Linked DNA regions of Sus scrofa: all the other regions are linked to region 1. The links are chromatin contacts, called in public Hi-C maps. All regions are on one chromosome and are shown on one strand. Each heading gives the region's core, a stretch centred on a gene start, on an enhancer-like site or on the middle of the called end of the contact. The rest is flanking DNA. Distances are from core to core; before and after follow the strand shown.

Evidence for each region. Hi-C and Micro-C count contacts between places; a contact is called where the count stands out from the background.
Region 2: a contact with region 1 is called in a Hi-C map of liver, with 2.5 times the contacts expected there. The contact joins two enhancer-like sites. A contact is called at or near these places in 1 of 47 Hi-C or Micro-C datasets (liver) and 2 of 2 datasets of contacts at active chromatin or transcription factors (alveolar macrophages and skeletal muscle).
Region 3: a contact with region 1 is called in a Hi-C map of liver, with 8 times the contacts expected there. The contact joins two enhancer-like sites. A contact is called at or near these places in 1 of 5 promoter capture datasets (liver), 22 of 47 Hi-C or Micro-C datasets (alveolar macrophages, brain, embryonic fibroblasts and 12 more) and 2 of 2 datasets of contacts at active chromatin or transcription factors (alveolar macrophages and skeletal muscle).

What each region holds. Positions count from the first base shown.
Region 1 is chr14:56,157,508-56,160,625 of Sscrofa11.1, reverse strand. No RefSeq gene overlaps it. Among named protein-coding and RNA genes, the nearest start is that of TOMM20, 46 kb to the right of the region's middle. Within about 2 kb of position 1,540, at least 40 of the 83 cell types and tissues checked have an H3K27ac peak or open chromatin away from gene starts, as enhancers often do. A contact at or near this core is called in alveolar macrophages, fetal liver, liver and 3 more, where this site is marked.
Region 2 is chr14:56,494,601-56,497,718 of Sscrofa11.1, reverse strand. The region is part of intron 4 of LOC102158473 (a long non-coding RNA gene); the gene reads left to right. Among named protein-coding and RNA genes, the nearest start is that of IRF2BP2, 50 kb to the left of the region's middle. Within about 2 kb of position 1,553, at least 10 of the 83 cell types and tissues checked have an H3K27ac peak or open chromatin away from gene starts, as enhancers often do. A contact at or near this core is called in alveolar macrophages and liver, where this site is marked.
Region 3 is chr14:56,455,938-56,459,055 of Sscrofa11.1, reverse strand. No RefSeq gene overlaps it. Among named protein-coding and RNA genes, the nearest start is that of IRF2BP2, 88 kb to the left of the region's middle. Within about 2 kb of position 1,700, at least 23 of the 83 cell types and tissues checked have an H3K27ac peak or open chromatin away from gene starts, as enhancers often do. A contact at or near this core is called in fetal liver, liver, mesenteric adipose tissue and 2 more, where this site is marked.

The sequences.
Region 1 (3,118 bases), core at 291-2,790:
CAAACCATGGGTCACGTTTGCCTCCTTCACCACCAATTCCCTGGCTCCTGGAGTCATTCCTGGGCCAGCACAGGCTGTTCAAAATATATTTATTGACCACGTCCCCGAGTCCAGAAACTTCCAGCAGACTAAGTTCAGTACAGTGCACTGACACTTTCTGGGGTCACCAACGGCCAGTGTCAACACCTCAGACCACAGAGTAATGACCAAGTTCCTGGTGTGGCTGCAGAGGAGAATCGCTGAGCCTCCTTCTCTGGGGACTGCTCCCTCCCCCAGGAGTCGGTGAGGGCTGAGCCCATGGCTCCAGCCCAAGAGCCTGGCGGAGGCCCCGGGAAGACCCAGACCCCTGTGCTCCTATCCCCCAGTGGGAGGGCAGCCTTATGCCTTTCTTGGCCTCACCACCTGGCCCGGCAGGCTTCACCATTTCCCCATCTCTAAGACAGGGACAAAGAATGCTTTGTCACCCCACCTACTTCTCACGGGTGTTATGAAACAACTGTTTGCTTGGAAAACACTTTGAGAAACGTGGGTAAAGGTGCCTGTGGCTCAGATGACGCCTGCTGTACTTGATCCAGGCCAGCGAGGGCCCCGCCAACTTGCCATCCGGTCCCCGCCTTGCCTGCCCGAGGGCTGGGAGGCGGGAGGTGGGAGCCTCTCCGGTGTCACCAGGCCTGTGTCACCAAGCCTGCTGGCTGCACTGTGGTCCCAGAATATGGCCACGAGGTGTGTGTGTGCATTCCTGGGGCCGCCAGACCCACTGATTTCAGCAGAAGATGAGCTCTACTTGGGCCTGGATGGTGGCCACCACGCACGCCCGGCCTGCCCTTTAGTCAGGAGGGCCAGCTAAGGGTTACCTGGGGACAACCTGCCTGAGCTCATACCACGCGGGGCGGGGCCTAGGCCTTGGTGCCAGCCTCGCCGGCGGGGAGCTGAGAACAAAGGAACGCAGTCTTGGCCCCTGGCCTAGGGAGGACAGATCTCCACCTGCAGGTGCTCAGGTGGCCTTCATCGGCAGCAGGAGCAGCAGCCACCTCGTTGCCATGACAACCGTACTTGGCAACCATGTCTCTGCCCCGGGGAGGGGTCCAGCCCCCAGCACTGGCCAGGCATTTCCCAGAGCAGCTTGAGGTCGATGATGAGGAAAGGCTGCGGGGCGGGCAGTGCAAAGGGGACACTGCACCTGCCACCAGCCAGCAGTCTCGCCTTCACCTCCGACTGGACGCTGGACTTGGCCCCATGAGGTCTCACTCCCTGCATCCGCCCAGGGCTGCTTCCCTAAAGCGGGTGGCATTTAGCAGACAGTGAACAGCAGACAGCATGTACATTTAATTATAACTCTCCCGGATAGGAAGGGCTGGCTATATACAGTATGTCTGCCTGTTACTAATTATATTTATTTTCAAACGGCGGTGGGGGGGGAGGGGAATCTTCTGAAGATGAGTCAGAAAAAAAATCCTTTGCTGTTATGAAAGCAGAGGACGTCTCCCGAGGGTGTCTGTACCGCACGGCTGTCACTGCCCGAGATGGAAGACCTGAGCTGAGCCCGCCACACCGGTGACCACCTCCAGGTGGCTCTCTGGACCCGAGCGCCTTCCTGTCCACACCTGAGCAGCTGAAAGGCTTTCTCCCCCCACCCCACCCCCTACCCCGCCACCTCTCCCCAGCCAGCCTGGAGAACGAAGCCTCTTCTTCCTGCAAAGACAGAGCCTTTCAGCATCTGCTGTCACCTTAATTGGGAGGCAGCGTTCCAGCTGAAACACAGCACAGGTTTTTCTCTCATCCAAGGAAAAGCATCCTGCCCAGATGGCCGGAATGCACGGGCTCCGCCTTCAATCTCCATACAGCCCACGATGTTATTTATACCACCACCAGCAACACCTAGAAACCCAAAACAGTGATCTCTGTGCCCGGCAGAAGCCGTGCACACTTTGGGAGCGGGCAGACCATGGTGGACATGGGTCTCACACGCGTGTGCCCTCAGCTTGGCGTCCGCACATGTGAGGTGCACACGGGTGTTTAGGGGGACAGTTCACAGGGCGTCGCCAGCTCCTCTTTCAAGGAGACGGACTGCCCCCCCCACCCCGCCCTCCCCACATTCACACCATGAGCTGGGGAGAGAAGGAAACTCAAGGCGACACATCCGCCCAAGAGAGCTGTTCAAAGCCACAATGTTCAGAATGGGTTTTCCAATAATTTTTCAAATAGTCACACTTGTTTTGTTTGCTTTCTTCCAGGAAGGCTGCAGTGTTTTGGAAAAGGAGGGGAAGGGGAAAAAATGTGAGTTCATTTCCTGAGTCTTAACTATTTCTCCGTAGACAGAGCATTGAGAGGCTGGGGCTGGGCGGGAGGGAGCGTGCTCAGGGCCACAGGACACGTGGGGCGCAGAGCAGAGGGAGCTTGGCCCCCACCCAGGCTCTTTATAGGCCATCGGTGGGGAAACCGGATTCAGCAACGAGGCGGTGTTGAAAGAGCTGAGAGCAGGTCCCCAGAATTGTCTTGCAGGCCGGTGGTTTGCAAAGTTGAACGATTAAATCAGTTCATCCAAAGAAGAAGGCAGAAAATTGATCTGGTGACTGATAATTAGGGACCCAGGAGAGAGTTATGGGAACAGCCAATACTTATCCAAGTGCTTTTCACAAGGATTATTCCACCTGCGTCTCCTGGCAACCCCACGCAGCAGAGGCGCTGTGCCCGTCCCACGGGGAAGGTTCTGGAAGGGTAACAGCAAGTCCAAGGGCCTCCCACCCTCTGCCCCAGACTAAGCATCTTCCCCTGGGTGTCTCTTCAGGGCTGTAGTCGGCATCCTGTGCAAAAGGCCCAAGTCCGTCTGTCCATCTGCCCCACTTGGATGGAAACTCCATGAGGACAGGGACTGACTTCACCAGTGTCTGCAGGGCCAGCACAGAGCTGTGAACACGGTCGCTCTGGCCTGTGTATTTGCCAGAGGAGTGAAGGAATGAATGGGTGAACCCAAAACTCCAACCCTAAAGGAGGAAAGAAGGCGCAAGAGATGCGCAGCCACCCCAGCATCCCGGCTCCGCCCTTGCTCCAAGGTTCTGTGCCACCCGGGCAGGGCGTGGGCCCCTGGGGAGCAGATGGGGGCCGGCACTCTTGTTCG
Region 2 (3,118 bases), core at 304-2,803, 340 kb before region 1:
AGCAAGAGCTTGTGCTTTTTCCTGAGGGCAGTGGAGGGAGGCACGGGAGCCAGGGTGGACCTGGGACGGGGCAGGGCAGGCGGGATGGGAGGAACAGAGGAGGCAGATGGACAGTGGGGGTGGAAAAGGAAGGGGTTGTTAGCTGGGGTAGAAGCGGCTGGCTACACTCAGGAACCACAGGGTAGGAGATGCTCAGAGGTCTCAAGGTCTACCTGGAAACTCTTGAACTTGGTGAGAGGCGATAGAAGCTGGTGCTGGGAAGGAACTAGAAGAGGAGATGGGCCCCCAGCTCTTGGGGTGGCGCGCCCTGGCTCTTCCTGGTGGAAAGGCAGTCGGTGCAGCCAGAGGCCTCTCTCTTTGAAATCAGTCTATTGATTCTTTGCGTTTACATAAAAAGAGAATGCAATTCCCCAAGCCTCCCAAAGATCCCTGCAGCTAACACTTTGGAAGTAGTTGTCAAGTCGTTTTTCCTGCCTTGCTGTAACCACACCTTGTTTGCTGTCAGTGCTGCAGTGAGCATCTGCTGTGTCTCTTTTTCTTTCTATTAAATTTATCCTGGTTCTTACAAATGTTCATGTTTTTACATATATTTCATGAAAAGGCCCACTTCCTTGCTTTTTTTCCTCCTTAATAGCAAACTTTGAAAACGTAGATAGCTTCTCTTTTTCCTCTTTCTCCTTCCTCTCCTGTTTTCCTTCCTTCCTTTCTTTTCCTAATACTTTCTAGCTTCTTCCAGCTTACCTTCATTTCAAGCCTCCTTTTCCCAAGGCAGGAAGGGACATCTCTTTCAAATCTGCCAGTATCTTTGTAAGACCTACAGCAGAGGATTTCTCAAAGCCAAACTCTGAGAAGTTCTGAGGTTCCTACTGGCCAGAGGGAAGATTTCTGGTCGCTGGTGGCAAGTCTCAGTGGCAAGGGCTGGGGCTGATGGCTGATAACTCCAAACCAGGGACAGCTGTCAGGATTGAAAGGAGAGGAAGGTGAGATAGCCAAGGCATGGAAAGCCATTTCCTGGATTTTTCAAGACCATAGAGTCTCAGAGAGGGGGGAATATGACATATTCTATTTTTAAAAAGTTTTATTGCAGTGTAGTTGATTTGCAGTGTGGTGTTAGTTTCAGGTATGTGGCAGAGTGATTCATTTCTACACATATATCTATTCTTTTTAGATTCTTTTCCATGATAGGTTATTATAAGATATTGAGTCTAGTTCCCTGTGTTCCACAGTAGGTCCTTGTTAGTGACATATTCTGTTTCAAGACAGACATGTTGTCTGTCAGCTATGCCATGGGCCCACACTTAGAAAGAGATGTTTTAATATTATATAGTGTTTACAGCAGTGTTTCATAAGAACTGGTTTGCCTTTGCTTTGCTCGGTCCCATTCACAGGTAGGTGTACACAGCCTCGCTCTCTCTCTCTCCCCTAACCCAGTGAAATTTCCAAAAGAACCTTTGTTCAGTCATCATGATCACAAGCTCTCTTTGTCCTGTGTGCCTTTCACTGACCCCAGCCCTTGTATGTTTCTCACCACACTGCCAGGAGGTACCTGCTGTCATCACTCACAGACAGGTTACCTCACCTGTCCAAGGTCACACCACCAGTGTGTGTCAGAGCCTGGACTTAAACCCAGGTCACCTGATCCAAACCCATCCTTTGCGCCAGAAGACCATTCTAACGATTTCTCTGTTACACATTTTTCACTTTGTAGTTTTTCAAATAGAGGCTAGGCTTCCAGTGGGATGTTATTACAGGAAAACATGTGATGTGCAAAGCTCTTTCAACTGGAACACAGATTATGTACTAAGACTCTAAATTTTTTGCCGTTCAAGTTGTGGGTGACTGCTTTTTCCGGCCAGGTGTGGAGCAACTTGGGAAAGCTCCTTGCCTTTTCCTGACCCATCCAGAGATCTGCTTAGAGCTTTGCCTGAGTAGGACAGTCTGGCCTCAGGGATGTCAAGGCCTTGGGTCCATCTCACATCATGACCCAGGGCCGCAGAGCCCAGGGCAGTGTGTCTCCTGTACCCAGAAGGCTGCCCAGCCCTCTGCGTCTGTCTCCATGTGTCAGTCACGCTCCCAGCCCCCGCACCGCTGTTCCTATCTCTTCATTGACCGGCAGATGAAGGTGTATATAGAACAGGGAACTTTGTTGGGAAGAAGAAGTCACCTGTGTTGATTCCTAAAGATCCCTCTGTGTGCCTCCCTCCTGTGAGACCCTGGAAGGACTTTCATGTGGTGTCACAGCCCTGCCTGAAGTCCACCCCCACCACCAGCTCCACCACCCCGCACCATCCTGCCGCTGGCCACACGCTTCCTGCCCCAAATACCAAGGTTTTCATTTGACCATGATATAACGAGCTGCATAAAATTAAAAACAGGCAAATACCCTCTTATTTACAGTCACTCTATTTTTTGAAGTCATCACGAAAACCTGTCCTTAACAATGTCAAGCTCCAGATCGCCCAGGAGTCACTCCAGGCACCAAGCACAACATAAATCAGCTCGCAGTCCCAGAGCTCGCTTGCCCTCACGCTGTCCCCAGCCCAGATGGGTTTTTCCATCACATGCTTTTTCTGCAACAGGGTGCTGGGGCAGAGGAAAGGCTCACTTCCCTTTCCCCAAATTGGTATATTTACCAATACCTCCAAGTAAGCAACCAGGCTTCAGAGGAATGCTTGTTTGCAGTAGCAGGAGCCAGGCGCTGGGATTCAGACTCCTGAGTGCCCTTGGCCCTGAGCTTGGGCTGTGGCCGAGGCTCAGTGTGTGAATACACTAACAGATCCTTCCTGCCCCACTCTCATATCCCCGTCTGGGTGGACAACCCTGGCTCTTATGGGCTGAATCGTGCACACCCCATCATTCACCTTGAAGTCCTAATCCCCAGCACCTCAGACTGTGACTGTGCTTGGAGATGGGGCCTTTAAGGAGGTGATTAAGGCTAAATGAGGTCTTAAGGGTAGGGATCTCATAAGATAAGAAGAGGAAGAGAGAGACACCAGGAGCGTATAGGACTGGAGGAAAAGCCACATGAGGTCACAGCGAGACGGCGGCCATCTGCAAGCTGAGGTGAGAGGCCTTGGGAGAAATCAAACCTGCTGATACCCTGATCTTGGAATTTTAA
Region 3 (3,118 bases), core at 451-2,950, 300 kb before region 1:
GCTTTTTTTTTTCTTTTCTTTTTTTGTTCAAGGGGAGGAGTGTGGAAAAAGAAAAAATAGGGCCATTTCATGAATGAGGAGAGGGTTGAAAGCTAGACAGACGGTTCCACATTAGCTGAGCTTCTAGATGGCTCTTTAAAAAGTATCTTAAACCAGGAACATGAAGATAAGGGCTAAGGACAATTGGGAAATAATGAAGATGTTGTCAATAAACTATTGATAAGGAGGGGTTAAAGGAGTATTTAGAGAAATTGAAGATATGCAAATGAGAGGCTGAAATAACACATGCATCCCAGGGTATTTAGTGGAACAGGCTCAAGAATTTGCGACACTATGAGGCAATTACTATTATTTTTTTAGTTGAAGTGTAGTTGATTTACAATGTTATGTTAGTTTCTGGAGTGCAGCAAAGTGATTCCTATATATATATATATTTTTTTACACATATCTTTTATATTTATATAGATATATCTTTCTATATATATCTTTTTCAGATGATTTTCCATTATAGGTTATTACAAGATATAATGCCCTATGCTATATTGTAAATCTTTGTTGGTTATCTATTTTATATATAGTGGTGTGTATCTGTTAATCCTAAACTCCTAATGTAACCCTTCCCCCATCCTTTCCCCTTTAGTAACTGTGAGATTGTTTTCTAGAGGCAATTATTTTTAATGCCATCCTGTGCAAAGGGGGTACTAAACACAGGTGTCTTAACACGACATTGCATCTCACGTTGCTGTGATGCATGATAAATGCATTTGCTGTTCTCAGAGTCACACATATTAGTCTGGGTCTTATCCTTACCTCCTCTCTCAGTAACAATATGAGAGGCTTAACTAAAGCAAAAGGAGTTTAAAAATGCTGTTTAGTATTAAATAGAACCTGCCCTCCCCCCCAAAAAAAAGGAAACTGAGGCATTGGGTAATCAAGGGAATGGTTGAAAGATCCAAGACTGAGTCAACGACTGAGTTATGACCCATTTTCCAGAATTCAGACATCTTCCAAAAGAAGAAAGCGCACAGAGGTAAGCTGGGTCTCAGGTGCGAATACAGATGGGTTCACTACTGGAAGCCACCAGCGCAGGGAGCCAGCCTGGAAGCGGACCTTGGTCTGCATCCACGACTCGGCCACCGCCAGAGCTGGTTTTTCCAGCCCCTTTCCTGCTCCCAGGTGGCAGAGCTAAAAATCAGGACACCAGCTCATTCTTTCAGTCCCCATTCCAAGCAAATCTCAGGTGGACTCTAGCTATGCTTTGTGAATTGCACCTGCCAGAGCTGCACAGCCAAGCAAGAGGAGGGAAATGCCTTAGTGGTTTCTGCACATAGACCAGACCAAGGGAGAAATTAACCTTAAGCTAGTGAACAACAAAAGTGTGCTTTGAGAAGTCAAATGAAGGAGGTGATGGTGGTTAGCGGACGGCCCTACACACCTTGTGTGTGTGTCTTGCTGAATCACTCTGTCCAAAGCTGGCAGGTGACAGACACAGGGTTACCTCCTGGATCGGTCTCTGGGGGTCCCTCCAGTTTCTGCGTCTCCAGACTGGGCAGTGCATGCAAGGTCTCCCCTGCTCACACCTGTTACTCATCCCAGCCACCTGATCTGAAGCGTCCTTGGGGACAGTGTTTTCACTCTGCCTGCTCTCTTGTGCTGGTGGATCGATGACAGTCAGCAAAGAACAAGCTGTGCCAGAGAAGAACGTCCTCTTCCTCTGGGCTGACTCAGCTTGGGACAGGAAGACCGGGGCATCTGGCATTTGGTGAAGCCCTTGATTGTCCCTTACGAAATATTAACCGAAATGGATTGGCGTTGGCCTCGTTCTGAGAAGGTCACCCAGGATGCGTTTGAAAGGAAGAGGCCCTGTGTCAACAAAGAGGAGTGATAAGCAGCCCGCCATTTCTCTGAACTGATGCGCCCGATGATCGTGTACCGCAGGCTCGGTTTTATATCTCTCCACAGATCAGTGTGCTTTTATGACAACCATCTCCATAGCAACCAGGTGTCCAGACACTAAATGGATCATGGGGATATGAAATCTCAGCCTGGGAAGGAAAGCCCACCCCGCCGCCCGACTGCCATTTCCGAGGCGCTGTTTTAGGATGAGGGCTGTTGGGTGGGTCCAGGGGACATGGGTGGCCTTCCCTAGGGCCCTGCTTAGCACAGGGACAGCCGGATGGCGGAGGAGCATTTTTTTGATTATGTTTACTAATGACCCAGAAGAAAGGGTAAATAACAGGTCATTGAGACACTGATGAAACCAAATGGGAAAGAGCTGCAAACACCAGAGAGACCAGAGAAATTATGTCAGTGGCAGTGGAGGAAAGAACCTGGGGAGGGTTATCCTGGGAACCCCGGAGTTAGTACTTCTGGGGGCCCGAGAGTCCCAAATGAGAAGGTGAACAATGCAGGGATTGTTTGGTGGGATCTGGGAGAGAAAGATGACAAGTAAGCTTAACACAGGGAAACATACCAGAACGGATAGTGAGGAGCTCAGGGAAGGGGCCGTCAGCCCAGGCTCCCCTGAGTGGTTGAGATGAATCCAGACAGCTGACCCTGGGAGGCTCAGAGGGAGGTGGTGGGGATGCAGCCCAGGATGCAGGGTGTCCACAGAGCAGCATCCTCAGGGCTGGAGGCAGCTGTGCCATGAGTCACACTGACTTCTCCCCAAAGGTGAGTCTCAACAGTCCTGCCATACCTGGAGCTTCTTTTGTTCAGCAATGATGTCCACATGCTGACAGTGCATGGAGGGCAGAGCGGGAAGGAAGGCACGGACAGATACAGTGGAACAAAAGGAGATGTAGTTGGGACCTCCGGGAAGAATTTTCCCGAGTGACATCTAAATAGGCTGCAAATGGCCCTTTGGAGGGAACTCCCATCCCTTGTCATAATCTAAACCAGGACCGGACTGGGAGGGGTGGCAACACATGGGTGTCAGGGGGAGGGCGGGGCCACCCCGCTTCTTTGTCTCGTCAGCCCATGACCCACGGGGTTGAGGCTTAAATGTGCCATTCGTCTACTGCACGAGGATCCTTGAATCCCCACACTAGGTGTGTCCATTGAAGAGAGTTCTGCCCTCTCCCAGGGGAAAGCTGGGGGTTAAATCTGTAACTGTCAG